Linked DNA regions of Sus scrofa: region 2 is linked to region 1. Evidence: chromatin contacts called from public promoter capture Hi-C data. All regions are on one chromosome and are shown on one strand. The core of a region is the stretch at or near the end of the contact, and the rest is flanking DNA. Distances in the headings are between cores, read along the strand shown.

Region 1 (4,726 bases), core at 843-3,342:
CTAAAAGCACAGCATGGGCAGTGAGCGGAGAGTCATGGCAGAGGGGACGCGGGGTCAGGTGGAGATGGGGGTGGCTTGCTATGGTTAAGATCTCAGGGTTCCGGAGTTGCACATAGCAGCTTATGGTCACATCTCCGCTGCTCGCTAGCTCTCTGATCTTGGGAAGTTGTTCTCAGGCTCCAAACCTTGGTTTCCTCCTCTGGGAAGTGGGGAGGACGGTATTGGGCAGGACCAGGGCTGGCTTCCTAGCTGTGTAACCTGAGTAGCACTCCACACTTAGAAGGGTCCCGTACTTTGTCTTGAAATTCTTAATCATTTTAAAATAAGGAGGCCTGCACTTTCATTTTGCACCAGGCTGGAAAGTATGCATTCACTCCTGGGCAAGATTCTTTATTACATGTGACAGTAATCCGACTGAAACCGGCCAGATCTGGCTGCAGGCTCAGCTGGATCCAGGTTTCTAAAGGTTGCCACCGAGACTGTCCCTCTCCATCCTTGACCCTGCTCTTCTCTGTCGGCTCCCTCCTCAGGATGGCTGTCCCCAGTGGAGCTTGAAGTGGCCACCAGCAGCTCAGGCCCTCGTCCCATCAGATTAGTGGAAAGAGAGGGCCCTTGCGTGTGACCAGGGACACACACCCATCCCTGAGCCATTCGCTGTGCCCAGGAAGGCACTAAGCAGCCTGGGTCTTTGCCTGCCCATGGCAGCGAGGGGGCAGGGCTGGCCAGCCACAGAGTGATTGGGGGGTGCTTACCCCTCAGGAAGGGAAGTGCTGTTTCAAGAAGAAGGGCGAGTAGGTGCAGGGCAGGCGGAAACCACAGAGGGACCCCTGCAGGGATGCAGTGAGGTGCTGGGCATCTTCTCACTCTCCCTCCCTGCTCCTTCTTGTCTCAGGAACCACCTGGTTGCCAGGGTAACTTTCCTGGGCTCCTGACACTGCCCCCTGGGCATTGGAGTCCCAAGGCATCAGCCCCAAGCTGAACCAGCCCCAGCAGCCCTGGTCCCCGTGGTCCAGCTGTGTCCCTTAGCCCCATTCTGGGTTAGAGGATGGATGTGGTGTTTCCATGGAAACCACCCAGCCTCAGTGGAAACCACCAAGCCTCCATCACCTTCTCATTTCTGGGGCCTGAAACAGGGAAGTCTGGGCTGCTGTGGCAACCATGCCCAGGTATAAATAGAGTCTAGGTCCGTGAGGGAGGGGGAGGATGTGGCGGAGATAGTTCTCTATGCAAATGCCTCTGGGGACCCCCTCCTTCCCACGCCTTGGGGATCATCTGCTCACCAGGGAGCAGAGGGGGAGCAGAGGTGGTCGGCACAGAAAGACTCAGATTCCGCAGGCAGACAGCCCCCACTGTGTGACATGGGCCAACCGCTTAGCTTCTCTGGGCCCTTCTTAAAAGGGCTCTGACCTACTGCAAGGTACAAGCCCTGTGGTTTCAGTGCTGATAGAGCTTAATAAATAGAAACTTGGCATCTGGAATCCAAACCCCAGCTCTTCACAAGGTGGCTGGGGGACATTGGGCAGGTTAATTAACCTCTCTGGGCCTTATTTTCTGCATCTCTCTCTGATGAGGGAAGAAGGTCATTACCTAGGCTCTAGGTCGGCTTGAGGGATTAAAGTGAAGTAACGCATTAAAAGTGTTCGCACGGTGCTGGTAGGCATTTGATAAAAGTTAGCCCCCGCTATTGTTGTGACTAGTTACTGACAGGCAAACTTTGCCAACTGTAAAGCTCTGAGTGAGTAAAACCAAAAAAGTATTACGCTCAGAGTTTTGTCAAAAGGGAGGGGGCAGAGAGCTGCCCCGAGGGGGGTGCTGCCCCAGAGGCTGGTTCCCAGGGTTGGTGAAGGGAGCAGGGCGAGGAGCCCGGCACGCACGTCCCTCTGGAGGATGTGGCTTCTCTGAGCGAGGCATTCATGGGGAACGGACGGAAGCCCCGTTCATGGGGTTCTGAGCCGGGTTCTGAAAGCCCCTGCCTGGAGATGCCCGGCCCGTCTTCCCAGTTCCTCTTTCTCAGGAACTGAGAGGCAGGGGTTCTGCAGGGACAGCGGGTGACCACGACCAGCCTGTCCATGCTGGTGTTCCCTGGGGAGGCCCCTGAGCAAGGTCCACAGGTGGGGCCAGGCAGGGCCAGGCCGGGGCTGGGGGAAGCTTGTCCTCAGCTCTCAGGCTGGCTGGCGGTTTGCCTCCCTTTGCACAGCCGACTTGTTCCCGAAAAGCTGCCAGCGTGAGATCCTCTGATCAGAGCCCCAGTAAGAGGCCATGGGGACTGAAGCCTTTGGATCCCCACACCCCTCATCTGTCTTCTTTTATTTTTATTGTTTTGTGTGTGTGTGTGTGTCTCTCTCTCTCTCTCTCTTTTTTTTTGGGGGGGGGCCACACACAGAGCATATGGAAGTTCCCAGGCTAGGGGTTGAATCAGAGCTGCAGCTGCCAGCCTACACCACAGCCACAGCCATGCCAGATCCCGGCCGCATCTGTGACCCCGCAGCTTGTGACAGTGCAGAATCCTTAACCCACTGAGCGAGGGCAGGGATCACACCTGCATCCTCATGGATACTTGTCAGGTTCTTAACCCGCTGAGCCACAGTGGGAACTCCTGACTTCTTTTAAATGAGTGTTTTCTCTGTGGGGTTAGCCAAGAGCAGGTGCTTCTCTCTTCCTCCATGAGGGGCCCTGAATCCTGAGGCTGGTGGGGACCAGCCCACGTGAGATGTAAACTTCGCCCGGCAGAGAGGGGCTTGTGCACACATTGCTTATTCATGCCACCCGCCTCCTCTGGCCAAGCTGGGCCAGACACCGTCCCTGCCCCGAAGGAGCTAACATTCCAGGGGAGGAAAGATTCAATAAGTCCTGGAAACAAATGGGCATGGGATGAGGAGGCTATGAAGAAAAACGCAGCATGCTTACCCTTGCAGGGTAAGGAGGGCCTGGGAGGGCGTAGAACAGGGCTGGGCTTTTGTAGGGTGGTCCAGAAAGGCCTTTCTGAGGAGGCGCCATCTGAGTAGAGCTCTGAAGGAAGTGGAGGAGTGAGCCATGCTTATCTTTGGTGGAAGAGGATTCCGGGCAGAGGGCACTGCAAGTGCAAAGGCCCTGAGGCAGGAGTATGTCTTGCATAAAAATCGCAAGACCTTTGTAAGTGAAATAGAGGGAGTGAAAGCGGAGGAAAGGAGGCCTGGAAAGAGCAGGACCAAATGGTGTAGGGTCTCGGAGGCTATTGAGAAGACAGCGGAGTTGTTCCCAAGTGTGCTGGGAGGCCGCTGGATGGAGATGAGGGGACAGGCCCGTTTAAGGGGTCATGTGCTACTGGTTGCTGAAGAGACCGTCAGGCAGGAGTGGTTGGCCCTTGGCTGCACTGGGCTTAGCATGGTGACCAGGGTGGGCCGCAAAGGGTGACAAAATGCTTTCGAGCTATGAGCGTGTCCCTAGTGTTTCGGGGGGTGGGAGAGAGGCAGCTTCAGGAGATGTGACCAGAATGGGGACACGGGTTTGAGGGAATCTGACCTTGGTCCTCGCTGTCCCCACTACAGCTGAAGCAGGAGATGGGCAGCATCGTGACGGAGCTCATTCAGAAGTACGAGGAGGGTCGCCAGGACAGCTTACAGGAGGCCTGGGACTACGTGCAGGCTCAGGTGAGGGGGCCATGGCCTCTGTGTGTCTGTGTGTCCAGGGCTGGTCGTCTGTGTGCCTGGATGTGCCTGACAGACAGAATGAGTTAACGAGTTGGTGTGTGAGTGTGTATCTGTGGGGGCAGGGCGCTCCTGAGCAGCCCCCCTCCTGGCACCCCAGCCACCACTGCCGTTCCTCCCTCAGGGGGTCCCAGGGGGCGCTCGGGGGCTCAGAGGGCTCCACCCGAGGCCGGAGAAAGGGGGTGGCCCTTGACCCTCTCCTCTCAAGCCAGCCTGGGGGGTGCTGGGAGCTCCACCCTGGACGTTAAGAAACTGGGTGCCAGCCGATGTGCTGACACGGGTCCAAGAAGAGGCAACTTCTGGGGAGGTGCCATGGGAACCTTCGGGCTGAAAGGACTGTTCTATTCAAATCTTGATCCAGGTCTTGGTGATGCAGTGTGTATGGAAAAGTGCCTCAACCTGAATTTGTACACTGTAGTGTATGTGTAGTCCACCTCAGTTAAAGTGGAAGAATGACAGACAGACAGACTGACTGTCAGAATGACTAACAGGCAGACTGACTGACTGACAGAGTGACTGACGGACTAACAGGCAGAGTGACTGGCTGACAGAGTGACTGACTGACTAACAGGTAGATTGACTGATTGGCTGACAGAACTACTGACTAATTGGTTAAATGAATGAATGACAGACTGACTGACTCTGGATTCCCAGCCTGCCTCAATGTGAACCAGTCCCCACAGTCACAAATCCCTCCCCTTTGGTGACCCCAGATGCTATGAGCCCTTGGCCAGGACCCACCTCCTCTGGGCTGCAGCCTCCTCCTCTGTCACAGGAGGGCCCCCAACACAACTGGCTGTTGGCTGCCCTCATGGGAGGCTGTGGGCTGGGAGGCGCAGGGGCAGCGCGGCTGGAGGAAGCCGGACACCAGGAGAGTGTGGAGACTAGAGACGGGTCTCTGTGCAGGCAACACGGGCTCGTCCGTTCTCTGAGCTGTGGAAAGGGGAGGGTGATATTTCCTGGCCTATGTGCTCAGCGTTTTGGTGACACGGGGACCTGTGTAAACTCTGGGCACATTTTCATCCCACCTTTGGTTTGAC
Region 2 (4,914 bases), core at 157-2,656, 45 kb before region 1:
CCATGCTTTGGGAACCACCTCGCTGGGCTGGTGTCCAGCTTCCTGCCCTACCCCACCCAGGCAAAATCAGCATAATCATACCTTCCCCACAATGGCGTCCTTATGAGACGCCGGTGAGATAATGGGAGCGAAAGAGCTTTGTCAGCTGCACAGGTGAATGGCTCTGGAATAACGCAGAAACCAGAGGCTGATCCCTGGGGTCTGGGAGTGTGGAGGGCCAGGAGGCAGGTGGGGGCACCGCAGCCAAAGACCTTTTGCAGCCCATCCTAATTCTAAGCCCCTTCTTCTCAAGAAGAAAACCAGCTTCTGAGAAGTGGGCCAGGTGCCCCTCCTGCCACCCCTGTCTCAAGCTATGCCTCCTCCCTTACCTCAGGCAGTCTGCTAGCACTGCCCCAACAAGTAGCTGGTCCTGGCCACTGCTCTAGGGGCCAGTCCAGGCAAGCTGGTGCAGCGTCAAGCCTTGCCTACGATTCAAGGCCAGGGGGTGGATCCTGCTTACCTGATCCATGCGAGACTCAGAAGCCATGGCTTCCCTTATCTAAGCATCAGGTTGCTCAGTAAAATAGGTGCAACATTTGGGGATAGAGTTGTGCGAATTCAGTGGCCAGTTCTTTTATTTTTCTAAGCCAGGGCTTGGCATAGAGCAGGCCCCTGGTGAGAGTTCAATCGGTGGTAGCTGTTAGTATTTGGAAAAAGTGCCTAGGTCCAAGCCACCTCCTGATAGAGGCCGGGACTTGGAACGCAAACCGCTCCCGAGCCGTTCCCCGGTTGCACCCGGATACGCCCGCCCTGGAATGCCAGCGTGAAGGCCCGGAGGCCTGCACGCCCAGAGCAAGGTTGCCAGGGCAGGGCAGGATTAGGGAGGCGCTGAAGCGGGGAAGGGGCGTTGCTGGGGCGTGGCCTCAACCTAGGGGGCGGGGGTACACCCAGAGAAGAGGGATTCGGCGGTGGGGGTGGTGGAGGGAGGGTCTAGGGAGGGACGGGAAGGATGAGGCAGGCCTAGGAGGGGCGGGACCGTTAGGTCCCGCTGCGAGCGGGGCTTCTCACCTAGCAGGGGTGGAGCGCCGAGCCGGCCAGACAGGCCTTTATCGAGGCAGAGCCGGAGGAACACAGAGGACCCGGCCCAGGAGGCAGGCCCAGGGGTCGGCCCCCTCCCCAGAGTGACCTGGGGCGGGGCAGACCGGGATCGATTTGGGGGCCGTAGTGGGGCGGGGCAAGGAGTGTAGCTCCGCCCCCGCCCCCTCCGGCGGGACACGGGGCGGGGCTGGCGGGTTAGAGCGGAGAGACCATAGCGGGCGGGGCCTGATCCGGCCGGGTGCCAGGCCACATTCCTGCAGGGTGTGGGGGCGGGGCTGGCGGTCCCCACGTCCAGAGGCCGAGGGGGCGTGTCGAAGGGGCGTGGTCACTTCAGGGGCGGGGCTGGCCGAGGCCGTTGAGTTCCCAGACGACCGCCGGGAGGGGGACGACCAAGAGACCGAACCCAGGGCTGCGCGGTCAGACGCTAACCAGGGCGCGAGCGGGAGACGCCGGGCTTGCAGCGCCGAGCAAAAAGCAGAGCCAGCAGGTGAGAAACTGAGGGGGGGGAGGCCTGTCGGCAACAGCGAGCAAAGTTAGTTTTCGCCCCAACTTCCAGAGGCCGCTCGGGCAGCTTTCTCGGAGCAAGTGACAGGTTGGGCCCCGAAGGCAGCTGGTGGGTGAGAAGGAGCTTAAGTTCCCGGGTCCTGACCCCCAGTTTTCTGGCTCCGCCGTGCACCAGCTGTGTGACCCCGGGCGCGTCCCCCCACCTAGCTCTGGACCTCTCGGGTTCCAGTAAAAGGAGGGGATTGAACCAGGTGAACCTTTCTCACTGAAACTCCGGAAGGTGAGGCTGGCAGATGAGAGCGGACACAACAGGTCTTCAGATCGCGCCGCCCAGACTAGAGTTTGTCTCCTTGCAGAGTGACACGGAGCAAAGCAAACTCACTGCAAGAGTGAAGCGAATTGCTTTAAAGGTCACACTAGTTCCTCGGATGGGACTTGAAACCCACGGGTCTGGGGAAGTGGGGGCAGAGGGGGGCGGCTGAATTCAAAGAGATATCAGCCTCCCCTCCCCCCCCAACTCTGAGAGCCCACTAAGACTTGAGGTGGGAAACTCAGCGGGTGTTTGGCCCTTCCCAGGGCTTTTCCAGGTGAGCTGGCTTGGGAGGCCCCCGGCAGAAACTAGGGGACAAATTCTTATCTGGGTGAGTGGGGAAGACAAGGGAAAACCCCACCTAACTTTGGGCCCAGAGTCAAGCCCAGAAGCCATGTCTCTTGCTACTTGCCCTGGGTCCCTTCCTTGGGCTGGTGGTTTCTGTCCCTGGTGGTGGCAGGTGCTCTGTGCCAGGGTCCTAGGAGCTGGGCAGCCTAGTTCAGTGGTCAAGGACGGGCCCTTTGGATTCCACTCCCCTTTTAAGCTTCGGTTTTCTCATCTGTAATGTGGGGGTAGTGATGATACTCAATGGTAGTAGTGAGGACTTAATAGAATAATACATGTAGGAGCTCCCATCGTGGCACAGTGGTTAACGAATGTGACTAGGAACCATAAGGTTGCAGGTTCGATCCCTGGCCTTGCTCAGTGGGTTAAGGATCCGGCTTTGCCATGAGCTGTGGTGTAGGTCGCAGACGTGGCTCAGATCCCGTGTTGCTGTGGCTCTGGTGTAGGCCAGCTGCTGCAGCTCCAGTTGGACCCCTAGCCTGGGAGCCTCCATATGCCATGGGAGCGGCCCTAGAAAAGGCAAAAAAAAAAAAAAAAAAAAATAGAATACATGTAAAGCGCTTAACAAGGCTCCGAGGCACCCACCGAGGCCTCGCTGTATGACAGCTGCTCTGATGTGGATGAGCAGGTGATAGGCTGGCTTCTTGCCTGGGAATGAGGCTGTGTTTGGAGGCCAGACGCTGGTGACAGCACCTCCTGACCTTATGAGAGCCAGACCTTGCCATTTGCCACCAGCATCACTTTGTCCATTTGCAGATTGGGGAGTGTGTACAAGTAGCTGAGTTTTCAGTAATATTTCTTACAGTTGTTAGGTGTCCAGTTAAATAAACCCCCAAAAATGTTTACTTTGCACTTACTAGACACTAAGTGGAGCTAGGGGATACAGAGGTGAACTAGCCAGTCCCAGGTTCTGCCTGCATTTTGAGTTGCTGACAGTGAGGCCCTCATCCCCACTGTGTTCTGCTGGAGAGAATAACTCACACCCAGAGCTCAAGGCCAGATGAGATTTCATGGATTCGGACTGCTCCGGTGGCCCGAATCCAGCTTTTCCATTGCGTGCTTGGCTCGGCGTGGAGATGAGGGGCAGTGTAGGTACCTGCTATCTGTTCCATCAGGGTTGGGCGTCAATGGCGGCTCGTTCCTTGCATCTCCTGGGGAGGTGAGTGCTACACTTTGGAACCTGGTGGAAAGCTCTATGGGACAGAGTCTGATCCAGAGGCTGTACTGTATGGCAGAGACAGCGCGTGTGTATATATGGGAGGGGTGGTGCTCAGGTGAAGAAAGACACTGGAGAACCCAGGGTCTGGGGTAAAGGGGCTTCCTGGAGTTGGTGAGACTTGAGCAGGACTTACTGCCCCAGCTGGGAAGTCCCAGTTGGGCTTGGATTAACGGGCCACAGACTCCCCTCTCCAAGCATTTGGGTGGCTTAAGATTAATTAGAGTTCAGTCTGGTGGGGAGGGAGGGGGGTCAGAAGGTGTTGCCTGTGTGGGGAGATGTTCATTTCAAACAGTGCTTGGTAAACATCTTCTGGAAAGTCCTCCCCCCCATCCCCCCGCCCACATGATGAATGATGGACCAGACGCTCTGACCCCATCCCAGTGGTCGGCCGTCGGGTAAGGGGCTTAGACAAGGAGACCAGTGCCTCTGATAGGAGATAAATGAAGAAAGGGCCAGAGGGATCCTCACGAAAGCTCCATGGAGGTGGTGGAGTTTGGGATGGACCTTGAGGATTGCGAAGGTTCCAGCAGCCACGGCAAAGACCATGTCTGGGGCAGAGGAAGATGCCTAGGGGAAGGCGAGGAGCTCAGCATATTCGGGGGAGTTTTAAGAAACTTCTCAGTCTGGCTGGAGAGATGGGACTGGGTGGAGATGTCAAGGGGGGATGGTAGGTTGGCTCCACTCATGGAGGACCTTGAATGCCAAGGTGAGATATTTGGATGCGTTTTCTAGAAAGTGAAGGCCACTGAAGGTTTGTGAGCGGGGGAGTGACATAATCAAAGTGGCACTTTAGGAAAGACAGTCTACCACATGTGATGGGGGCCAGGACGCAGTGGTCAGGGGATAGAGAACCGACGGCCGTGGCAATGGGGATGCAGGAGGGGCCTGGGGGGCTTTGGGGGTGTCTGCAGCTGGGGGATAGGAGAGACTGTCGGAGGGAAGGGGGAAACAAGTGTCCCGGCTTGTGCCCTGTTTTCTTTCTGCCCCCCACCACCGGGCCTAGACCCTAGTACATAGCTGGCGCTCAGGAAGGTGGCTGGATTGGGTGGGTGAGGGCTGTGGAGGGCGAGGAGTGCTACCAAGTGATAGAGAGGGAGCGGCCCAGGAAGGCTCTGTGTTTGCCCATGAAGGAGGAGGCCTCTGGCCCAAGAGGAGGGAACTCGAGCCTGTCAGCCGGGGTGGTGGGATGGGGAGCAGGGTGGCTGGGAAGAAGTGCCTGCAGCTCTCCCCGCCTGCTCCCAGCCCGGGGAGGACCGGGTGAGAGGTTAGCCAGTGGGGGCACACATTTCCCACATGCGGGGGGTTGGATTTTTGGTTCCTCCAGGGCTTCTCGGAAGTTTCCACAATGTGAGGCAGTCCCCTCTCTCGTGCCTCAGACTTTTGAATGGTGGCTCCAAAGCTCCTCTCCCGCCCCGCCATTCCCACCCCCTCAACCCTGAGGACCCAGCCCTCGTTCCCC

The links. Promoter capture Hi-C pulls out the DNA fragments that hold promoters and counts their contacts.
Region 2: a promoter capture Hi-C map of fetal liver shows a contact between it and region 1, with 4 times the contacts expected there. The contact joins the promoter of CD82 here to the enhancer-like site in region 1. A contact is called at or near these places in 4 of 5 promoter capture datasets (fetal liver, fetal skeletal muscle, liver and 1 more), 33 of 47 Hi-C or Micro-C datasets (adipocytes, adipose tissue, alveolar macrophages and 17 more) and 2 of 2 datasets of contacts at active chromatin or transcription factors (alveolar macrophages and skeletal muscle).

What each region holds. Positions count from the first base shown.
Region 1 is chr2:17,755,262-17,759,987 of Sscrofa11.1, reverse strand. CD82 (CD82 molecule) reads left to right here. Exons shown (of 9, transcript NM_001145218.2): 6 at 3,528-3,629. Among named protein-coding and RNA genes, the nearest start is that of CD82, 46 kb to the left of the region's middle. Within about 2 kb of position 2,092, at least 2 of the 83 cell types and tissues checked have an H3K27ac peak or open chromatin away from gene starts, as enhancers often do. A contact at or near this core is called in fetal liver, where this site is marked.
Region 2 is chr2:17,799,664-17,804,577 of Sscrofa11.1, reverse strand. CD82 (CD82 molecule) reads left to right here and starts at 1,406. Exons shown (of 9, transcript NM_001145218.2): 1 at 1,406-1,564. It overlaps LOC102166930 (a long non-coding RNA gene), which reads right to left and starts at 894. Exons shown (of 2, transcript XR_002341490.1): 1 at 500-894.